Regions from separate parts of the Mus musculus genome. Here regions 1, 2, 3, 4, 5 and 7 are each linked to region 6. The links are chromatin contacts, called in public ChIA-PET, Hi-C and promoter capture Hi-C maps. All regions are on one chromosome and are shown on one strand. Each heading gives the region's core, a stretch centred on a gene start, on an enhancer-like site or on the middle of the called end of the contact. The rest is flanking DNA. Distances are from core to core; before and after follow the strand shown.

Evidence for each region. Promoter capture Hi-C pulls out the DNA fragments that hold promoters and counts their contacts. Hi-C and Micro-C count contacts between places; a contact is called where the count stands out from the background. ChIA-PET counts read pairs in DNA pulled down with a chosen protein or histone mark.
Region 1: a contact with region 6 is called in an RNA polymerase II ChIA-PET map of memory CD8 T cells, with 5 read pairs. The contact joins the promoter of Irf5 here to the promoter of Ube2h in region 6. A contact is called at or near these places in 11 of 39 promoter capture datasets (the C10 cell line, the HPC-7 cell line, embryonic stem cells and 6 more) and 1 of 115 datasets of contacts at active chromatin or transcription factors (memory CD8 T cells).
Region 2: a contact with region 6 is called in a Hi-C map of pre-megakaryocyte-erythroid progenitors, with 8 times the contacts expected there. The contact joins the promoter of Calu here to the promoter of Ube2h in region 6. A contact is called at or near these places in 2 of 39 promoter capture datasets (the C10 cell line and hippocampal neurons), 1 of 484 Hi-C or Micro-C datasets (pre-megakaryocyte-erythroid progenitors) and 3 of 115 datasets of contacts at active chromatin or transcription factors (astrocytes, memory CD8 T cells and pancreatic cancer cells).
Region 3: a contact with region 6 is called in a promoter capture Hi-C map of hippocampal neurons, with 3 times the contacts expected there. The contact joins the enhancer-like site here to the promoter of Ube2h in region 6. A contact is called at or near these places in 7 of 39 promoter capture datasets (the 3T3-L1 cell line, the C10 cell line, cranial neural crest and 4 more), 1 of 484 Hi-C or Micro-C datasets (cortical neurons), 3 of 115 datasets of contacts at active chromatin or transcription factors (astrocytes, embryonic forebrain and pancreatic cancer cells) and 2 of 9 other capture datasets (adipose tissue and embryonic stem cells).
Region 4: a contact with region 6 is called in a promoter capture Hi-C map of hippocampal neurons, with 2.9 times the contacts expected there. The contact joins the enhancer-like site here to the promoter of Ube2h in region 6. A contact is called at or near these places in 2 of 39 promoter capture datasets (cranial neural crest and hippocampal neurons), 1 of 115 datasets of contacts at active chromatin or transcription factors (astrocytes) and 1 of 9 other capture datasets (macrophages).
Region 5: a contact with region 6 is called in an RNA polymerase II ChIA-PET map of memory CD8 T cells, with 37 read pairs. The contact joins the promoter of Lncpint here to the promoter of Ube2h in region 6. A contact is called at or near these places in 6 of 39 promoter capture datasets (the C10 cell line, hippocampal neurons, liver and 2 more), 2 of 115 datasets of contacts at active chromatin or transcription factors (astrocytes and memory CD8 T cells) and 1 of 9 other capture datasets (adipose tissue).
Region 7: an RNA polymerase II ChIA-PET map of memory CD8 T cells shows a contact between it and region 6, with 62 read pairs. The contact joins the enhancer-like site here to the promoter of Ube2h in region 6. A contact is called at or near these places in 2 of 39 promoter capture datasets (the C10 cell line and pre-B cells), 3 of 115 datasets of contacts at active chromatin or transcription factors (effector CD8 T cells, memory CD8 T cells and pancreatic cancer cells) and 3 of 9 other capture datasets (adipose tissue, liver and macrophages).

What each region holds. Positions count from the first base shown.
Region 1 is chr6:29,525,326-29,528,025 of GRCm38.p6, reverse strand. Irf5 (interferon regulatory factor 5) reads right to left here and starts at 1,401. Exons shown (of 9, transcript NM_012057.4): 1 at 1,252-1,401.
Region 2 is chr6:29,346,821-29,349,525 of GRCm38.p6, reverse strand. It overlaps Calu (calumenin), which reads right to left and starts at 1,420. Exons shown (of 7, transcript NM_007594.4): 1 at 1,318-1,420.
Region 3 is chr6:31,031,835-31,034,534 of GRCm38.p6, reverse strand. No RefSeq gene overlaps it. Among named protein-coding and RNA genes, the nearest start is that of Gm40359, 18 kb to the right of the region's middle. Within about 2 kb of position 1,409, at least 54 of the 459 cell types and tissues checked have an H3K27ac peak or open chromatin away from gene starts, as enhancers often do. A contact at or near this core is called in cortical neurons, hippocampal neurons and pancreatic cancer cells, where this site is marked.
Region 4 is chr6:30,981,406-30,984,105 of GRCm38.p6, reverse strand. No RefSeq gene overlaps it. Among named protein-coding and RNA genes, the nearest start is that of Klf14, 24 kb to the right of the region's middle. Within about 2 kb of position 1,310, at least 29 of the 459 cell types and tissues checked have an H3K27ac peak or open chromatin away from gene starts, as enhancers often do. A contact at or near this core is called in hippocampal neurons, where this site is marked.
Region 5 is chr6:31,217,039-31,219,872 of GRCm38.p6, reverse strand. It overlaps Lncpint (long non-protein coding RNA, Trp53 induced transcript), which reads left to right and starts at 1,399. Exons shown (of 4, transcript NR_110471.1): 1 at 1,399-1,799.
Region 6 is chr6:30,303,206-30,306,010 of GRCm38.p6, reverse strand. Ube2h (ubiquitin-conjugating enzyme E2H) reads left to right here and starts at 1,472. Exons shown (of 7, transcript NM_009459.3): 1 at 1,472-1,959. The coding sequence starts at 1,907. 1700095J07Rik (RIKEN cDNA 1700095J07 gene) reads right to left here and starts at 1,396. Exons shown (of 2, transcript NR_166056.1): 1 at 922-1,396.
Region 7 is chr6:31,125,351-31,128,050 of GRCm38.p6, reverse strand. All of the region lies in intron 3 of Lncpint (long non-protein coding RNA, Trp53 induced transcript), which reads left to right. Among named protein-coding and RNA genes, the nearest start is that of Mir29b-1, 64 kb to the right of the region's middle. Within about 2 kb of position 1,395, at least 247 of the 459 cell types and tissues checked have an H3K27ac peak or open chromatin away from gene starts, as enhancers often do. A contact at or near this core is called in adipose tissue, effector CD8 T cells, macrophages and 3 more, where this site is marked.

The sequences.
Region 1 (2,700 bases), core at 152-2,651, 780 kb after region 6:
AGTTCAAGGGAAAACCCCCGAAGGACTTTTAGTTAATAGGAGTGGTCTCCTACCTATCTCTTTCCTAGACTTTAGCCAGGAGCTTAGGGAGTAGAGAGGGCGAATGCTGTACTGTATCACACAGGTCCTCATGCGAGGCTTTTAGCCTCTCCAGCCTCCGTCAGCCCCGTCCACATCCTTTCTGGTCCTGATCACTTATCCTCACTTTGGAGTTCAGGCCAGGTCGTTCCCTCCTGATCATCCCGGCAGACTCCACCCGGGGCATAACGCGGAGGGAAGGGGGGTGGGGGTGGGAAGGAACCTGGGTCAGCCCCTGGAGTCATCGCGGGGTTACTGGCTTAGTGTCCGTTCCTGGTCCGCTCCTCTGGACCGGGACGTGTCCGCCTTGCTATGCCAGGAGGAGGCCAAGAAAGCCCCCACTTCCACCCCTGCTACTAGGTACCCGCTCTGGGTCCTCTGGAGGTTCGAGAGACACCTGGAGTCTGGGAGACATCTGCACCGAGGGCGAATACTGGCCCGGGACATCTCTCCGCCTGCGTTTCGGCCCAACTACACTTTCCCTTCACGTTCAGATTCTAAGTTGTTACTTCTTAAGTTTAGGGGCAGGCCGTCAAGAAACTAGACCAAGCATTAATCAGCCCCCGCCCCGATTCTTCTCAACAGCTAAGAATAAATCGTCGTCCCCTTTTGAGCTACGAGTCAAGGAGCAGAGCCTCTATTTGACAACGTCTCCCCTCAAACTCTATTCCCACAGATTCCTGTCCTTGGCTTTAAGATCCTTGGGAGGGATCGCTGCTTGACACCTCAACCTCTTTAGTCGAAAAAGTGAGGTGTGGCCGGGGAGGAGAGACGAGCTGTGTGCCGACAGGGTCGGGGTCGGAAACTCGCTCCTCCCTGGTCCCCGCCAGACTGTGACAGGGCGCTTGGCATCCTTGACCCTGGCGAGGCGCAGTGGGGATGTCCACTGGGCCCTTGGGACTTTCCCCGAGCATGCGAACGTTGGCGGCCGGAGCCCGGCACTCCGAGCTGGCCTGGTGCGGAGCGCCTTGGAGCCATTCGCGCTGGCCCGGCGCCGCCTTCGATCATCGCCCACCGCGGAGGAGCGGGATCCCGACCCCGCTGGCCCCGTTGGCAGGTGCCCGGGGCGTGCAGGTCGCCGTGGGTCGGAGCCGTGGCTTGGCTGAAGCCCGGGGCTGTTCCCACCGCCCTCGGGGCGAGGAGCCCAACACAGCCCACAGCCCCGGGACCTACCTGTTTGCTGTGCGCCCGCGGGGAGCCTGGAGCCCCGGCCTGGCGCTGCGGCCGAGCTGAGCTCTCGCCGAGCTGCACCGCCCGCGGGTCGCCCAGCCCGCCCCGCACTTCCGCATCGCGCCGCCCCCGCCCGGGGCAGCGCCCCGCCCCGCCCCTCGCCACCACCCCGCGCCCCGGGCCCCTACCCATCCACCGCCCACCGCGGGGAAGCCCGGGGCCTCCGCGAGACCGCAGACAGCTCGGCGCCCCTCGCCGGGCTCCTTTGGGAATCCGGGGAGACAGAGTCATCCATCACCCAGTCCCCAGATACCCTGTAGCCTGTCCTCACCTAGTCCGCGCCCGCCTGGAGCTGGAGATCCGCTGCGCGCGGGCGTCGATGGAGCCACACTCCAGGGCATTGGGAGACCCCTGAGAGCTCCCTTTCAACATACCTTGGGCCACTCTGTCTCCTCAGCCTTAACACTGGCCCTCCGGACCGCTCCAACTCACCATGTGACTGACAAGCCCACCTCTTCTTTTGCCCTTACCTTCACCGTGGTTTGGGTTTGCCCTTTGAGCGGGTTCCCACCCCCACCCCGACCTCCCGGTTCCATAAACGGGCCTTCCTGTCCGAGTCGATGCTGGCCTCAACTTCCACACATCCTGTTCATGTAGGAACATTATTCGCTGATTCTCACTCTTCAACTTTTGGGTCAGCATCATATTATTTGATAGTCTAAGTGTTTTTTCCAGGAAGGTCTACCCCTTCCTTGAGTCAGCTTTTGGTTTGTTGTGTTTTGGTGTAATTTGTTGATTGGTTTGGAGGAGGGGTGGAGACGACTTCCAGAGTCTTTCCGTTTGATTTTTCCATATGATTTTAACGTCTAATTTCCACTGAAATTCAGCTTAGTTGGGAACCAACCCTGTCTTGCATGGTTCATGATCTATAGTAATTTTTATTTTTATATTTGTATTTTACTGATAATGGAACCCAGGACCTTGCACATTCTAAGCAAGCACTGTGCTACTAAGTGCCTGCCTTCTCTGCCCTGTCATAATTCTAAAGGGTTATTGTATTTGTTTCTTGGGTTTTAACTCTTTTAAGGGTAAAAAGTTGTGTTGCCGGTGCTGGTCTCCAACTCCAGGAATCAAACGATTTTCCTGGCTCAGATGCCTTGAGTAGCTGAGATTTGGTGTAGCATCGCAGGCAGCTTAACTAAAGATATAAGCACATATATTTTAAATGTTTACCATCTTAATTCTTTTTAGTGATTTATTTTATTTTTTATGTATATGAGTATTTTGTCAGCATGCATGTGCATCGTGAACATGCAGTTCCTGCAGAGACCAGAAGAGGGCGCTGGATTCTCTGGAACTGGAGTTAGAGACTGTTGTGAGCGAGGGGGTGTGGGTGCTGAGATCTGAATCCAGGTCTACTGCAAGAACAGCAGATGCTCTTAACTACCAAGC
Region 2 (2,705 bases), core at 171-2,670, 960 kb after region 6:
GAAGCAATGATATAACACATCAATTAACATATCACTATATGAATGGCGCCCAACCATGATTGAGAATGACATTGAGAAGAATACACACATACTTTATATTTTTTATGAGCTCATGATTCCTTTTGAATCTTCAAAATATCCTGTTGGAGACCCCTGAAACACTGCCAAACTCATAGTCGGACCAGACAGACATAGTAATAGTAATAGGTATCTTACACACAAGTAATAGGTTCTCTCTGGTCCCACATTTGGACAGAAGAACACAAGTTCTTTAGCAGTGACTATTGCTCGATACTTAAATCTAACTGAATGAGGTCAAATATATACTTCTCCTGGGTCAGCTTTCAGGTATAGCAAAGAATAATTATCAGCCACTCCAGGTCACTCTACCTTCATGTTAAATTAAACTGGAGCGCTATCATTCCCAACTTATTAATGCTGACTTGATGGTTCATGACAGGAAGTGAATGCAATTCTTAAAAAACCCTGTTCCAAGGCTTTGAACGCTTAGGAATTTCGATCAAAGAACCAAAAGTCTTAGCAGATCCACTGATCTTTCCCACTCATGCAAAAGGAACTTTACAAAATGCAAACCACTCTTAATTACAGCAACTATCGCGAATTAAAATTAAGCTCACTTCTGTATACAGCATATCAAAAATCAGAACACTTGGGAATGACAAGCAAAAAACCCGTGATTACTTAAAGGTAATTAACTCCCTAATTAACACGTGAAAACTATTTCCATTAATGACAATATCCAGCCAAACATAGAAAACTGCGACGTTCTTTTCTAATTAACAAGAAGTTTTAAAAATAATGACATTATGTTTTCAATCGTTTTGTTCTCCATGTTCCTACACCCTGTAAGACAGCTAACACTTTCTTTCTTGGCACTTGCAACTCAATTCTCGGGATGTGGCCTTGGGGCGGGGTGGCAGCTCCCAAGAGTCCGGCGAGGTGGCAGGGAGCGGATACTAAAACTCTCTACCCAATTCTCTCCGACCTTCAGGAAACAAACAAAAGTGACCCTCTAGTCCCAGGGACACTGAGTGGAGGAACCCGGGGAGGAGATCAAGGACGCGCGAAACCAGGCACAAAAACGGTGCCCAGGAGGGCGCAGGGCCCGGGAGCTACAACCCTTTCCGCAGAGCTGCGGGACAGCAAGTCGGGGACCGCACTCTGAGGGCCAGAGTGGAGCCTCGGGCCCATCCCGGTGCACTGAGACCGGAGTGAGGACACCCACTACGAATGGGGAACAGGGCCGACGGACAGAATAAGAGCGAACCAGGACCCACCCAGCACCACAGAACTTACCTTTCCCGGGAGCTCCACGCCGCAGGATACCGTGGCTGCGGCTCACCCAGGGAGTGAGCTCCCGCGCACAAGCACCGCCCAACCGGAAGTGGTTAATGGCCCCGCCCCCATCCGACTTGTCGGGGGTCTTCACACCAATCCCCGGCACGATCACTGCTGACGTATGGCTTCTTCGTACGGCCATTGGTCTCACAATCGCGTGGCCGGGATTGGCTGGAAATCGCCACGTCCCCGCGAGCGCGCCGAGTTGCGTGGACCGGATTCCCGCCCAGCTCGGGTTGCCCAGCCCGTGGGGACTCTGAGTCCCAGCTCCTTGCTCTTGGGTGTGTGGGCGCGGCTCGCTGACCTTGGCCCACTGACCGCAACGACCTCATTTACGGCAGGCAACCCTGATTCCCTAGGCTTCTAGTGTAATTCCGATGGCTTTCTTCCTGCCTCCAAGCCCCTGGGGCCGGAATAGTCCCGCTGTAACGTCACCACCCACTGCGAATGAGCCCAACTTCTGGCTCTAGAGTCAGATCTACTGAGCAGCTCTCCGCCCCGCCAACACGCACCTTTCAGCTTCGATTCTCACCCACCATGCTCTTTCGCATCTCTGCCTAAACCATCATGATCCCGGCCTCCCCTAACAGCCTTACAGCCTTACATTTTACACCCATGTGGTCTTTGTCCACAAAGCGGCTTCCTCTGCCTGAAGTATGTTTTCTCGATTTTTCAGCTACTGAAAGCCATCAGTCATGAAACAGGTTGTCATCCTGGAATGTCTTAGGGGAAGCTGTAGTCGTGAAGTTGCCAGTGCTCAGTTAAGGTGTTAGTTTTAGGAATCTTTCCTGGTCAGTAAACAGATAATACGCATGTGCTTTCCTGGCAGTTTGCATTTTCAGTACGCAGCCAGATATTGTTTAATAACGGTGCTTGTCCTTATGTCTTCGATTAGACCAAGTGCCAAAATAAGATCTGCCTGACTTACACATCAGGAGCTCCCAGCTTACAGCCCAGGTCCAAGGAAATTCTCAGCAATACTAAGTGAACTGAATAGAAGAAACTGAATGGAAGAAACCCGTTGCGTTGAAGGCCCCTGATTTAAAAGAAACATAGGAAATTAGCAATTTGTTTTTTTGTTTGTTTGTTTGGAGGGGCGGGGGACAGGAGAGTTTGAACCCAGACTCTGTGCAGGATTCTAGTTGTCCATTCTACCACTGAACTATATAACCTTAGTAAACCCATCACCTACTCAATGCCATGAAATTAAAACATGTATTCATTGAGAGCTACTTTATTTTCTTTCTTTTTTTTAAAGATTTATTTATTATTATATGTAAATACACTGTAGCTGTCTTCAGACACTCCAGAAGAGGGAGTCAGATCTTGTTATGGATGATTGTGAG
Region 3 (2,700 bases), core at 160-2,659, 730 kb before region 6:
AGTAAAGGTGTATATTACAGAAACCCCCATTTGTGGAATTATATAACTCTAACTATAAAATTTAAAAATTAAGCCATGGAACCTGGCATGGTGGAGCATACCTTTATAATCCCAGCACTCGGGAGGCGGAGGCAGGTGGAGTTCTGAGTTTGAGGCCAGCTTGGTCTACAAAATGAGTTCCTGGACAGCCAGGGCTATACAGAGAAACCCTGTCTCAAAAAAAAAAAAAAAAAAAAAATTAAGCCATGGAAGACAGACTATAGATTGTGTAAAAATGTATGCTTGATAGATAGATAGATCTGAACTAATTAAAGATTTCAATCAGAACTGAATTTACAGAGTGTATGCAAATTAGTAAAAGATAATCCAAATTAAAATACTCAAGCTATTTGGGAAACACTTGATAACGAGGATGGGGCGGTCAGTAAATACCTGAGAAGGCACTCGGTCTCATTATTCATCAGGGAGTTATGAGAAAAAACCACAGACAGGATACCACTTCACACCCCTTCGGATGCTGTTAAAAATAAAATAACCAGTTCACTCATTAACCACTGAGTCAGGGTTGAAACTGAGACCACTTTGGAAAATGTTTCAATAATTACCTTCTATAGGATGGAGGAATTCCACAGCACATCCCCAAGAGAAATGGAAGTCCATCTTCCGAAAATTACTTAGGCACATATTTATATATATTTATTCATAATAAACAAAGTCTAGAAATAACGAAATGTTCATCAGGCAAATAAGGAAACAGTGATATACTACTCCCCAGGGAGGTGGACCGGATTGGAAAGTTAAAGCAGGTTCTTGTTGTGCACAGCACAAATTAGTTATATATGGGGACAGTAGTTAAGTTTTTGTTTTTTTTTCTTTTGGTTTTATTATTATTTTTTTTAATCTTCAGTAGTCTTTGATGCAGCTTATATGAAGATAATTGTTGTTCTGTTAACTGAATACCACTCTGTAATTGAAAAAAGAAAGGAAGGAAGGGGGAGAGAGAGAGAGAGAGAGAGAGAGAGAGAGAGAGAGAGAGAGAGAGAGACACGGATTGCTGGTGTATACCACAGCATAGATAAGTCTTCAAAGGACATATTAGTCAGTTATCCAGAAAGGTGGGAAGAGACGTTGTATACATACGAATAGTTATAGATAACAGATAGGTAACTGACAGGAGTTGGAGAAAAGATGGGTGGGTGAGTCGATGTGATGTAGCTGATGTGGGTACAGACATAAAGAGAAAGCCAGAATTGGCTCATATAATGGCGACCGAGATGATATGTTGCCATATCCTCTGGTGGCCACAAGATGGCGACGTAGAGCTGCTGGCTCTAACTCAGCCTGAATCCAAAGGCTTGGAAAGCTGGGTGGGGGTGGGTAGCGTTGGCGCTGTAAGCCCTGGAGATGGCAGACCCAGGGAAAGGAAGCAGAGGCTGGCCTAGCTGAGAAAAAGAGGCAGCCTACCTCTGCACTTTTGTCCTATGTAAGCCTCAGGCCTGGATGACATCCACTACAACGGTGAGGACAGATCCCACCTACAGATCAAACTCAGTCGACCAATTTGATACTAATCTCTTGTAGGAATATCCTCATAGGCCCAGAGATCTTGTTTATGCTTTGGCCTGCCTTAACATAGTCAACCTGGCCTGTGAAATTACTGCCGTGTACAAGATAAATCAAGAAATCGGTCACAAACAGGGCTCACCCTGTGTAAGTCCTTTCCTACGAAGTTCACATGTAGGTAAGCTAATCTCTGGTGATGAAAATCAGAACAACTTCCGTGTGTGGGGAGAATTTACTAGAAAGTAGCACAAAGAAATTTTGGAAGATGATGAAAATATGTTCTATGTTGATTTGAGAGCTGTTTCATAGGTTGACACATTTGTCAAAAGTTATCAGTGTGTGTGTATATATATATATATATATATATATATACATGTCTGCATACTTCTTTGCATAAGCTCATTAAATCGGAATTTTAGGGCAGAGCAGATGGCTCTGTGTGTGAAAAGGACTTTGGTGCACAAATGTGAGGACCCGAGCTTAGATTGAGAAAGTCCATGAAACACTGGTACCATAGCACATCTACCGCAGGTGTGCCTCCTTTAAGATGGGAAGTGGAGACAGGAGAATCCTGGGATGCTCCAGCCAGCTAGCCTGGTGGATGAAAGCTGAGAACAGCTGATACTGTCCTGACCTCTACCCGCCCAGTGTGACACAGACATCTCTCTCTCTCTCTCTCTCTTTCTCTCTCTCTTTCTCTCTCTCTCTGCCTGCCTGTCTGTCTCCCCCACCCCCACCCCACACACACATTTAGAAAAAGTGTTTTTAAAGTAATTTTTGGAATTGAATCTTAAATTCGATCACAAATATTATTACATTAATTCTTATTTCTATAATTCTTCTGCATGGTTATCAGTGAAGCCACATGTAACCAGGGGTATATGTACCCAGGTCTTCTAAAGCTTGAGTGTAATTTTAAAGGCTTATTGTGATCAATAGGACCTAATTCACAAATGTAAATTAGGTGAGAATATGATTTAAAATTATAAACATTATCATAATATTTTTGAAGAAGCTGACAAATATCACCAGCATTGCCCTTAAAAAAATTCTGGCTTAAGCCCTGTTTTTCCTGTGTTTTGGCCACATGACATTTGATCACTGGTTCATATAACAGCAACTTTATAGTGTTTTCTC
Region 4 (2,700 bases), core at 61-2,560, 680 kb before region 6:
TGAACTAATTGCTATTTTTAAAAGGTGTAATCATGTCATGTTCGTGTATTTAGTAACAGGAAACATCTCAAAAATCTATTGAGTGATTTAATGAAATTATGAAGCATAAGCAACATTTTGTTAAAAGTTAAATTATGCACATCCAATTGATTGTCTCTGGGTGATGGAACTGGGGAATAATTTTTAAAACCTCAATTGTATTTCCTAAAATTTCCTACAATAAACATGTAATTATATTAAATAGAAGAAAAGCCAATCAACATTTTTCTTTTTAAAAAACCGACATATTCTTTTGCCACATGTCTCCAGATCTGGCTAGAATTCTCTTGTTCTCACTACTGTGACATTGCAGATAGAAGGCCCCGCAGATATTCATCGTTGTCTAGTCCAGCCATGTGAGCTCTTCATAAGAAGCTATCGGTTGTCAGGACATCCTTCATACAAAAACACTCATACACAGCCGGCGCTCAGGCTCAGAAAGATGGAGCCGAGACTGAGGAAAAGGCCAACCAATGACTGGCCCAACCTGAGCCCCATCCCACAGGAGAGAGCCAACCCCTGACACTATGAATGATACTCAGCTATGCTTGCAGTCAAGATCCTAGCATAACTGTCTCCTGAGAGGTTTCATCCAACAGTGAATGGAAACAGATGCAGAGACCCACAGCCAAACATCAGGCAAAGTTGGGGGAGTCTTGTAGAAGAGTTCAGGGAAGGACTGAGAGACCGGAGGGGTCAAGGATACCACAAGAAGACCTACAGGGTCAACTAACCTCACTCAGCCCGTGGGATCTCACAGGGACTGAACCACCAACCAAAGAGCATGCGGGGGCTGGAGCTAAGCCCCCTACACGTTTAAAGCAGATGCAGCTTGGTCTTCATGTGGGTCCCCTAAAAGTTCAGGGTGGGGGCTGGGAATCTCTGACTCTGTTGCTGCCATTGGATCACCTTCCCCTAGCTGGTCTGCCTTGCTGGACCTCAATGGGAGAAGGACTTGATGTCCCAGGGAGGGGTGGTACCTAAAGGGGGGGGTTCTCCTTCTCCTTAGAGAAGAGGGGAGGGTAGTGGGGTGAGGGGTGTGTGAGGGTGTGTCTGGGAGGAGAGAAGGGAGGGGAACTGCGATCGGGATGTAAAATAAATGAGTAAATTAATTAATGAAAAAAAAAAAGATTTCTTGACTAAACTGAGAAAGTAAAAAAAAAAAAAAAAAAAAAAAAAGTAACTCCTTCTTCTGCCACTAGAGAGCACCATTTTGCCACTAAGACAGCGCCAGGAGCTTGACGCAAAGGAAAAAAAAAAAAAAAAAGCTTTTTCTTTTTTCCGTTTTCAACAGAAAAAGCTTCCACAAAGATTATCAAGTCGTCTCGAAGGGGAAATGAATGTAAACCCTTCCCAACAATAAAATGTCGATTCCAAGATGAGATAGCTTCTCTTTATCTTAGCTCTGGACACTATGTACTTTGTACCTGTGACATCCTTTTCCGCCAGATCCTTAAAAAGCAGTTTTACAGAGTCTCAAATTAGATCCTGTGTTTTGCTACCGCACGAAAGCAACTCTGTGTCTAAAGCGCATTTCTCGTTCATTCACCAGTCAGCTTGAATCCCTAGAAGTGTAAAAACACTTGCTACGTTGAATTAAAAGGTTAAGGTTCCCTTTCAAATCATGTGCCTCTCCCAAGAAAATCCAACACGGCAGAGTTCCAGATTTACAAAACACAAAAAATGATGTGATGGTTATAAAAACCTTCTTGTGATTTTATTGATGGTTTCAACACGAGTCGCAATGGAATGTTCTTCTGATTCACTTAAAACATGGTCCCCTGTTTTAAGAGTTAAAACGGCAGCCTGTTTCACAGGGATGCATGCGATTTGAAGACTGATCAGCCCTTGCTGATGACAGGAGACAGACAGACAAGTCCACTCACAGGAGAAGCAATTGCTTTAGAAAAAGATGTAAGCGGAACTGTCTGATACCTAAAACAGGAGTCTCGTAGATGTGGCTCTGCTATTATAAAAGCTGGGACCCATGGAGTCTAGAAACAACCAGTAAGTCTCCATCACTAGCCTGCCCCACCCCAATAGCTACCAAGTCCAAATTCCCACTCCCCAACTTACTGATCTTTCTGACTTGATCAGTGCCCAACTCCTCCAGGCTTCCTGTTCCCTATCTGAAACAATGAGACTTCTTTTTTGTTTTGTTTTGTTTTTTTGTTTGTTTGTTTATTCGAGACAGGGTTTCTCTGTGTAGGTACTGGAACTCACTCTGTAGACCAGGCTGGCCTCGAACTCAGAAATCTGCCTGCCTCTGCCTCCCAGTGCTGAGATTAAAGGCTTGCGCCACCACTCCAGGCTACAATGAGACCTCTTGCATAGGAATCTGGAGAGGGTTAAAGAAGACCTGATACAAAGAACATTAAGTGAATGCTACATTGTAAACACTCAAAATAGTCACTGTTACTCAGAATCTTACTGCACAGATGACGTAGGAAATGCCTAAGACATCATGCTGGCAGCGGGTGAGCACTAGGTGTGGGCTGTTATTATCTTGTGAGAGAAAGGCACTGCATGCTCACGGAGTGTTTGATCCCCTTGAAAGATGTGTCATCCTCACGCAAATGTGACATGAGACATCCCACTCTTGGGAAATGTGCAGGTTCCTGGACTCTGATTCCAGCACCAGGCAAGGCTCCTTCTGCTAGT
Region 5 (2,834 bases), core at 150-2,649, 910 kb before region 6:
GGCGGTCCAGGCAAAAGAGGGTTAAAAGGATGAAAGAATTAGACTTGAGGTTAGAAGGCCATAAGGATGGGTGTTAGAATTAGAGGGAGACCTAATGCATTCATAAGTGATGGAGAGAGACGGATAATCAAGGCCAGGCCGGAATGTTGGTCCTCTCCCATCCCACTCCTCAGTTACTGAGTTAGTGTTTTCTTATCCTTTTTCCACAATTCTGCCAACCCCGTTTTCCTTATAAAGACGGAAAAGTGTGAACCAACAGAAAAATAGCAATTTAATCATAGATTTTACTTATAGGATGTTTTTCCATGGTACATAAAAATGTAGAGACAGAGAATTGCGATTCGAAGTAGACCCCCCCCCCCACACACCTTGCACACACATACATTGCAAGTCATTAAGACTAAGGACTTCAAACTTAGTTTCCATACATCACTAGACACGAATAAGCCTTTAAACGCTAATACTTAAGTTAAATGCTAGCAGTGGGGACAGAATTGGTGGTTTGGAATATCAGGAAAATGCACGTTTGCGCTCTGTCCACACACACGCATATATATGTATATATAATTTCTAGTGTGTAGCATGCACAGTATGATTAAGGGATAAGCATGTTTCCCTGATCATCTTATTTCCAACCAAGCACGCATTTTATGGCAGTCATCTTGTCACCATTTGGAAGAATGTGGTCAGAAAAGTAGTGCCCAAACTGCCACTTTGGTTTTGTCTGTACCTTACAGGTCATGGCTTCATACCTCACTTCCTGACACAAACAAGTTTTTACTGTTGTCAGCAACAAAGCCCTAATATAGCCGCGGAAGAGAAAAACTGCCTTGCATTTTGCCTCTTGAGAGCATCATCAACAGTTACCGGAGGAATGTAATTCCAGAAAGCTCCGAAACTGGTAGTGATGGTAATTATGGACCAAATGCCCGGTTCTGGTTGTTATTTTCTGGGCATTTCTGTTCTACCAACGATCTGCGAGTGAGCTCACTGAGAGGGCAAATCTGGCTTTTCTTTTTGACTTTGTAAAATTTAATCAGGCCTGATAGGGAACTCACAGCTCTTGGGGGAAAATAAAGTAGGAACCACGAAATGTCATTTTAACAGAGCGTGGGCTTGGTGACTGCAGGAAAGGATTTAAGGACGCTCCTGTTCCGCTTGCTGTGTAATGAGCACTGGCTCCACGCACGCACCGACGCCATAGCTCCCGGATGCAGTGGCTCCCTTATCTGGGCTTTCGCAGCGCCACAAGCCCCTTCGGGATGCTTCGAGGGGCTCCTGGTGGGTGGTGGTACAAATGCTGCCGCCGCCGCCGCCGGCGGTCCTGCTGCTGTTGTTGCTGCTGCAGTCACGTGGGAGCCCCTTTAAGTTTCCATAGAGAGGCCTCTCCGGTGTCACATGATGGACATGATATAATGAAACAACATTGTGGAGAGGAAAGCATTAGGGGAGCCCACGGCTACAAAACAAGTGAGAAGAGGTGGGAGAAAGAGAAACTACGCCACCTCCTCTGCAGCCGAGCGCACGCAGCAGCCTGGCGTGACAAGTGGGCGACGCCAGGGACAGAGAGTGGGGGTCCTCCGCCCGCTCCGGGGACCCTGTCGCCCACCGTGGTGCGCTGAGCAACTTTTAGCCGGCAGCCCCGCACCTGTCTCAGAGTCCCCATCGCTCCCCACCAACCATCATGGGAAAATTCTAGAAGAATACGCTCTCGGAATCTACGTGCGCATCATTTTCCTCCTCACTCCAGAGGAAGGAACCAGAAAAGAGAGCAAAGCGGTGTAGTGTTCAGCCTCAAGGTAAGTTCTTTAGGGTGGGGAAAACGGGTCCAGCAGGACTTGGGGACAGGATTTGGTGCTCAACTCCCACCTTGGGGGTGGAAAAAGCGTCCCCGCACTCTCGGTGAGGCAGATGGGTTGGCGCGTCATCTGTGCTATTTTCCCGGTGGACTCTCTTGACGTCCACCCTCGCAGTCCCCGGGGCCCCCTTACGGTCCCCCACAAGGGGCCTGAGGCAGCGGGCCAGGATGCTCGGCGGGTGAGCGAAGGAAGGTAGGGTTGCTGCGTGAAACGGGCATGTCGGAGCTATTTCGCCATGTTTGTGTTGCTAAGAGCACTTTTTTTTCCCCTTTGCGGTGGCTTGATGCCACATGGCTCCTCCGGAGCTGCTGCCGGGTTGAGAGCGAGTGGTTTTTTTTTTTTTTTTCAATGTCCGCATTCCAGCTAATGTTGCGCAGATAAAATTCAAACTTGAGGTAAACAGACGAAGAGGAGGAGGAGGAGGGGAGGGACCGGCGGGGGGGGGTTGGGGGGGGGGAGGGAGGACTGTTTCCATTTCGAGATCCCACCTCTTCACTCAGAGGAGACCAACATCCCGAACCTAGAGGCAACTCATGCATGGCTCCCACGCCCCCCCACCTCGGCCGTCAACAAGAAGTAAGGGCTGGGGGCGAGCGGTTGGGAGGGACGCGACGTTTTGGTTCTAGGGGGAAGGTGGGGGGAGAGGCAGCCCCTGGGAAGCCGGAGCTTTGACTTCGGCTATTATTTTGGCGGAGGGAAGCAGGATGCGTCCTCTTGCTCTGGAGATGGGGGGTTGTATGTCCCCCCTCTCTATCACTACCTAATCGTGTTGCCTCACTCCCCCCCACCACAGGTTGCCCCCACAGGCGGGATGGGTGGGGCTTTGAGGTTCCAGAAGGCAGGTTACCTAGCAGGTGTGTAGGGTGGGCATTTGGATTTGGTAAGTCGCTTGGATTTGGTAGGAGACCATGGGGGAGGCAAAGCGAGTGCGTAGGTAGAGCTAAGTCTAACGCTTATGTATGGGGGGGGTTGCTT
Region 6 (2,805 bases), core at 223-2,722:
GAGGCTGGGGGAGCCACTCTAGGAAAGCTGGTAGGGGCAATAACACCCTAGGGAGTCTGGTGCAGACAGTGAGAAAGACAAATCTTGTTTTGTTTTGTTTTCTTCCTTCAATGAAGTGATCAGATAAAGGTGGCTAGAAGTCTTTTCATACCCGTCTGCTGACAGATTTCTCCTAGGAGAAAGCAATGGATAGTCTTTTTTTCTCCCCAGAACATAGAGTGGAAGTTACCAGGGGCTGGTGGGATGGGGAGGAGGGGTTATTCTTTTAAGGGCACATGATTTCTGTCTGGATTGATGAAAAGGTTCAGGAAATGAGCACTAGTCATACTTGCACAATATTTAATGGTTTTTTGCTGTTGCATTGAATATTTAAATATGGTTAACATTGTATATTTTATATGTATGTTACAACTAAAAAAAAAAAAATAGCTGGCATTTTGAAGGGTAGAAAGATAGGAGCAAATGATCTTCAATTTAGCCCTCAGTACCTGACCTGACAAAGTCCAAGTGTGTGTCATAGAGAAAAGACAATAGATAAAGCTTTTGAGGATACTTGGCACTATTCTGCCTCTTTTACCTTGTTGCTCCTTAGGTTTACAGTACTTTTGAGCCCTGTAGAGCAGTATATCTCAGACTTCACTGTTCAGGGAACTGTCTGAGAACTTAGTTCAACTGCATATGTTAATTGAGTAGGCCTAAGGCCCTTCTAGAGGCATTCCTTCCTAGTTCTCAAATGATGCTGACACTCTGGTCCATTCTGGGAGAGCTGTGTAAATTTCATCTTCATCTACACTGTATCCTCAGAGTCATGAACTGATATAGGAGTTCAGAGGGCAGAACTGTGTCTTTGTTCTGCATTATAACTTATTTAGGGTGCTTCTATCAGTCACCTTTGTGATTTTAAAAAGGACCTCAACTTACCTCAAATTCTGTAGAATGAGGATGTTAGTATCAAATTATTTCTGTTCTTTGCTGCTTCTACTGCAGTTCCGGAGTTGTTGACCTTGTTTGCATAGAGGGTAAATGAACCCTGTTTGCAAGCTCTGGGGAAGCCTTACTGTAGTCTAAATCCCTGCAAACCAATTCCCTCTGAAGAGGGAGCAGAGTGGAGAGAACATGCTGGTGTGGGAATTTCCAGATTTGGACGCCAGTCTGAGTAATTGCCACTTTGGCCTCCTCCATATCCAAACAGCCTTTGCAGCACTGTTGAGAGGGTGGTACATAAAGTATGAATGTAATCATACTGCCATTATTTACTACCGTCGTTTATGTTGATGGTAACGACACTGGCAGTTGATCGATGAAGTGTGTGAGGAGGTTGGGGGAGGGGGCGGAGGGAATGCACGATGGCAGGAGAAAGAGGAACTACATCTCCCAGAACTCCCCTGACAAGCTTACACCGCGACGACGATGCTCCTCCCCTCCCACCGGCGCCCCGCCCCTCAGATGACGTCACAGAGGTGACATCACGGCGCCTAGAGCGAGGCTAGGGTAGAGAGGCCGACCGAGCTGGAGTCGTCGGCTTGTGGAGGAAGCAGCTGGGAGCTGGCGAGAGCGTGAGCGAGCGGGCGGGCAGGCGAACGAGCTAGCGCAGGCGGGAGGGAGCGGCGCACGGCGCGGAGCAGCGGCAGCCCGGGCCGCGGCGGAGCCTCAGTCGGAGGGCAGCCCGAGCGGGCGCCTCGGTCCCCGCCCCCACTCGGCGGGGCAGTGCCCGGTGTTCCCCCGTGCGGGGGGCGGCGGCTGAGCGGACCCCACGGGACCGCGCGGGTGTTGCCACCTCGGCCGAGGAGCCGGCGAGGCCGCGGGGCCCTGCGAGCTGGGCCCGGAGCCCGTGACAGACGGGCCAAGGAGGGGAGAGAGGCGGCGGCGGCGCAGGCGACGGGGAGGCAGCGGCAGCGGCGACACCATGTCATCCCCCAGTCCCGGCAAGAGGCGGATGGACACGGACGTAGTCAAGCTGTATCCTTCATGGAGGGGAATTCGGACTGCGTGTGGGGCGGGTGGGGGTGCCCACTCGAGGGCTCCGGGGCACTCCAGGCCACTGGCCGCGCCTCCCCTCCCTCCCCCAGTGCCTACGGCGGCCCCTTGGCACCTCCCCGGAGCCGAGGGCTTTTTCAGTCCCCCTTTATCTGCAGCCCCCCGAGATGTGCGTTGTTCTTCGCCTTCCTTGCACTCCCCCCCCACCCCCAGCCCCTGACTTTCCCTCTACGACGTTTGGATTCCTAAGACGGCCCTTTCTTAGGGGTGTGTGTGGGGGTATAACTAGACGCCTCCTTCGTCACCGGGAGCTCATCTTCAGGGTCTTTGCTTCCTGTTTGCTAGCTTTGGGTTTATGGGTTCATTATAGAAATTCCTGAGAGGGAAGCCTTTCTCTCTCTCTCTCTTTCTCTCTCTCTCGGGTGTCCCTGTTCCTTCCAGTCACAGTGCTGCTTAAACTGGGGTAACTCAAGCAACCTTCTTTATCCCTAATTCCTTTCTATATTAGGAAGAGAGTAGCCTGCCCAGGGCCCCCTCTTGTAATAAAGAGCTCCGTGTGTTTTAAATCAGACACTCCTGTTAAGCCTTCTGGTCTGGAGAACCTTCCTGTTTTTCTTTCTACTCACAAAGCCTATCCCACTCATAGTGCATGCAGTGAGGACCCCCAGGCCCTCTTAGCAGGCAGGCCACCCTCCATATTGTGGAACTGACAGCTGGGACGAAGGAGAGAAAGGAGCTCCCCGAACAAAATAGCCACTTGAGCAAAACTCCCTCTGAGGATATGGTTCTTGGGGACTGCTTGCCCTGATCTGGGCCAAGTGACACCTT
Region 7 (2,700 bases), core at 146-2,645, 820 kb before region 6:
CAGAGAATCCAGGTTTGAACTGCCAGGGTGTTCGAGGTCCTCTTTTGGCCTCTGACCCTGGTGCACATAAACTCATGCAGGCACATAACACGTTTAAAAAAAATTTTTAAAAGAAATATAGGAAGATGGTGTCATTTCAGATATGTGTCCTGAGTGGGTTTTTTTTAAATCTCAATTTACAGAATTTTTATGTCCACAGAGTGTTGGAAGTAGTTAGGTACTCAGAGCAAGCACCACTTGTGTAGGGCATACATTCACTTGGATGCCTGTTGCCCGAGTCAGGTAGCTGAGTTGGGGAGTCCATGTAGAACTCATTATATAAAGTTGTTGATTTAAAGCCTATAGCGCAGCGCATCTGTCCGGTTCCCGCGCCTTTTCCTCGTGCACATCCTTTGGCAGCGTGTCTTTTGTTTCCCCAGGCACACAATCTTCTAATGCAGCCTGTGAGTGGCAGCCCCTTTGACATAGGTCACCCAAGACCATCAGAAAACACAGATATTTACATTATGACTCCTAACAGCAAAATTACAGTTATGAGGTAGCAACAAAAACTAATTTATGGTTGGGGGTCAGCACAACATGAAGAACAGTATTAAAGGGCCGCAGCATTAGGAAGGTTGGGAACCACTGCTCTGACATAATGTTTGGATTCAGTCTCAAACACTGACTGCTCTTCCTCCGGCATTTGTCAGCTTGGATTTTACCCCTCTAGCATGGAGGTGGGGGTTGGGGGGAGGGCAGGCACAGGCAACTCAACCTGACTCTCCTTTCACAAAAGTTACAGATGCTCTACGTGGGGTTGTCCTGATGACTAGAGTCAGAGAGAAATCACCCAATGGTGTCTGCGGTCAGCAGTGTTAGTTCTCTAGACAGGCAAATGGCCCTAAATGGTAAAGTGCAGGATAAAGACCCAGGATGCTTGGATGAGGGGCACACTCTTGGGCCCCACAGAGGCATCAACACAGGTTGTTCAAGAACACATTGAAACATTTGTTTATGAAGGCTGGGTTACACCTTTGTTTCAGCTCTTGTTAGTTTTTCAACAAAAGTTAACATTTCCTTTTTTATAACTTTCCCACCTCCATGGAATCCCCAAACCATGGCCCCGGCCTCTTAGCCTGAGAGTGTGGTACCTGCCTGCCTGTACCTACTTCAGACTCACCAGCAGTCATATACAGAGAGCAAGCTCTGGCATTGGTGTGGGATACGTTGGTAAATTGCCGGTGTCGACATCATAATTCTCTCTCGCCTGGCGGAGGAGCCAGCTCTCCTTGTGGTTGGCTGTGGTTTCCTCTGGGCTGGGGAGAGTGGCAGGGAAACAACGAACCCTGTCTAGTTTTGACTCTGCCCGGGTGTAATGCATCCTGCGGCTCTCCTGAGATGGGCTGTGAGAGGCTTACCAGAAGGTTGGCAAATGAGACTTCCACACGCCTCAGCACCCGGTAGCCAATGGCTTGCTGAGCCAACATAGATTACCCCCTTGTGGTTTCATTCATCAAGGGGATCCCCGGCTTCATCAGAACACAGCCATGACTCTTCCCTGCCTCCTCCAGAAAAGCAAGTGCGCACATCTTGCCCTAAGAAGAACTCGGGGTGCCCTGGGTAAGCAGAAATGGGAGGGATCCTCCCCTAGTTTCCTCTGTGTGGATTGGGGGTGTTAGGGAAAGAAGCTCAGAGCTGCTTTTCTTTGAGTTTTCTTTTTTTTTTTTTAACCCAACTGCTATTCAGCGTTTCCTTCTGTCTCACCCTCTTCATGTGTAACCCACCTTCATCAAGTTGTACTTTCAGTTTCACATTTTAAATTACAGGATTCCTCTTTTCCTTGTGCATTTGAAAGGTTTTTGTAAACTAAGTAGCCACAGTTACTAAGTTACTAATTACGCCTAGTTCCTGGTTCTAAACCAGTTTTTAGGAAGTTTTTAGGAGGTGCTTTCACAGCTAGGCAGAGGGGAACGATCCCTGTAATGAGTTTAGGAACTGATGGTAACATGTCTGTCCGGCTTGCCCGTCTCAGAGGCCAACCTCGGAAAGAACACTGCTGAATCTTTTCTGGTGAAGTCAAGATCTCTCTTCCCCGTCTGTTGGTCTGTTTTCTGTCGGCCAAGCAGCTCATCCCTGTCTCTGGGCGTGGGCTTTGGTCTGTGTACATTCAGTGTGGTGGCATTTTTCTAGAAGAAGTGACTAAATCTTCTTGGATGAATTCTCTCTTTGAACGAGGTGGTTGGTTGCATCAGAGAGGCATTTACAGTAAATGGCTCCCCCTTCCTGTGCTGGCCACATGCGAAAGAATGCTCTAATTCTTGTTTTGAGGAAGCAGGAGCTATACAGCTCTGAAAACTCCCTGGTCTCATTAAATAGCCAGATTTGAATCTTAAAATTTTTTTCAAGTTGGAATCACTTTGTGCTCCCTAAATAAATGGCGCAGAGAGAGAAAGCTTTCCACTCCCGAATTCTGTCTGGAGCGCCTGATAGTTCCCAGTTCAGAAAGAGGAAATGGCATTGAATATAGATGTAGTGACGAAGGTCTAAAGTAAGTTCTTCACAGCCATTTTGTATTCCGGCCATCTGCTTCTTAGGTGTATGGGTGCTTGGTCTTTGGTGCCCTGGTTCTCAGTGCGATCCCGTAGCTCTTTGCCGAGGTTCTCAGGAAGCAGGTCTTCCCCCTAGTGGAAATGCGTGAGGGCGCTCTGGCTGTTCTTT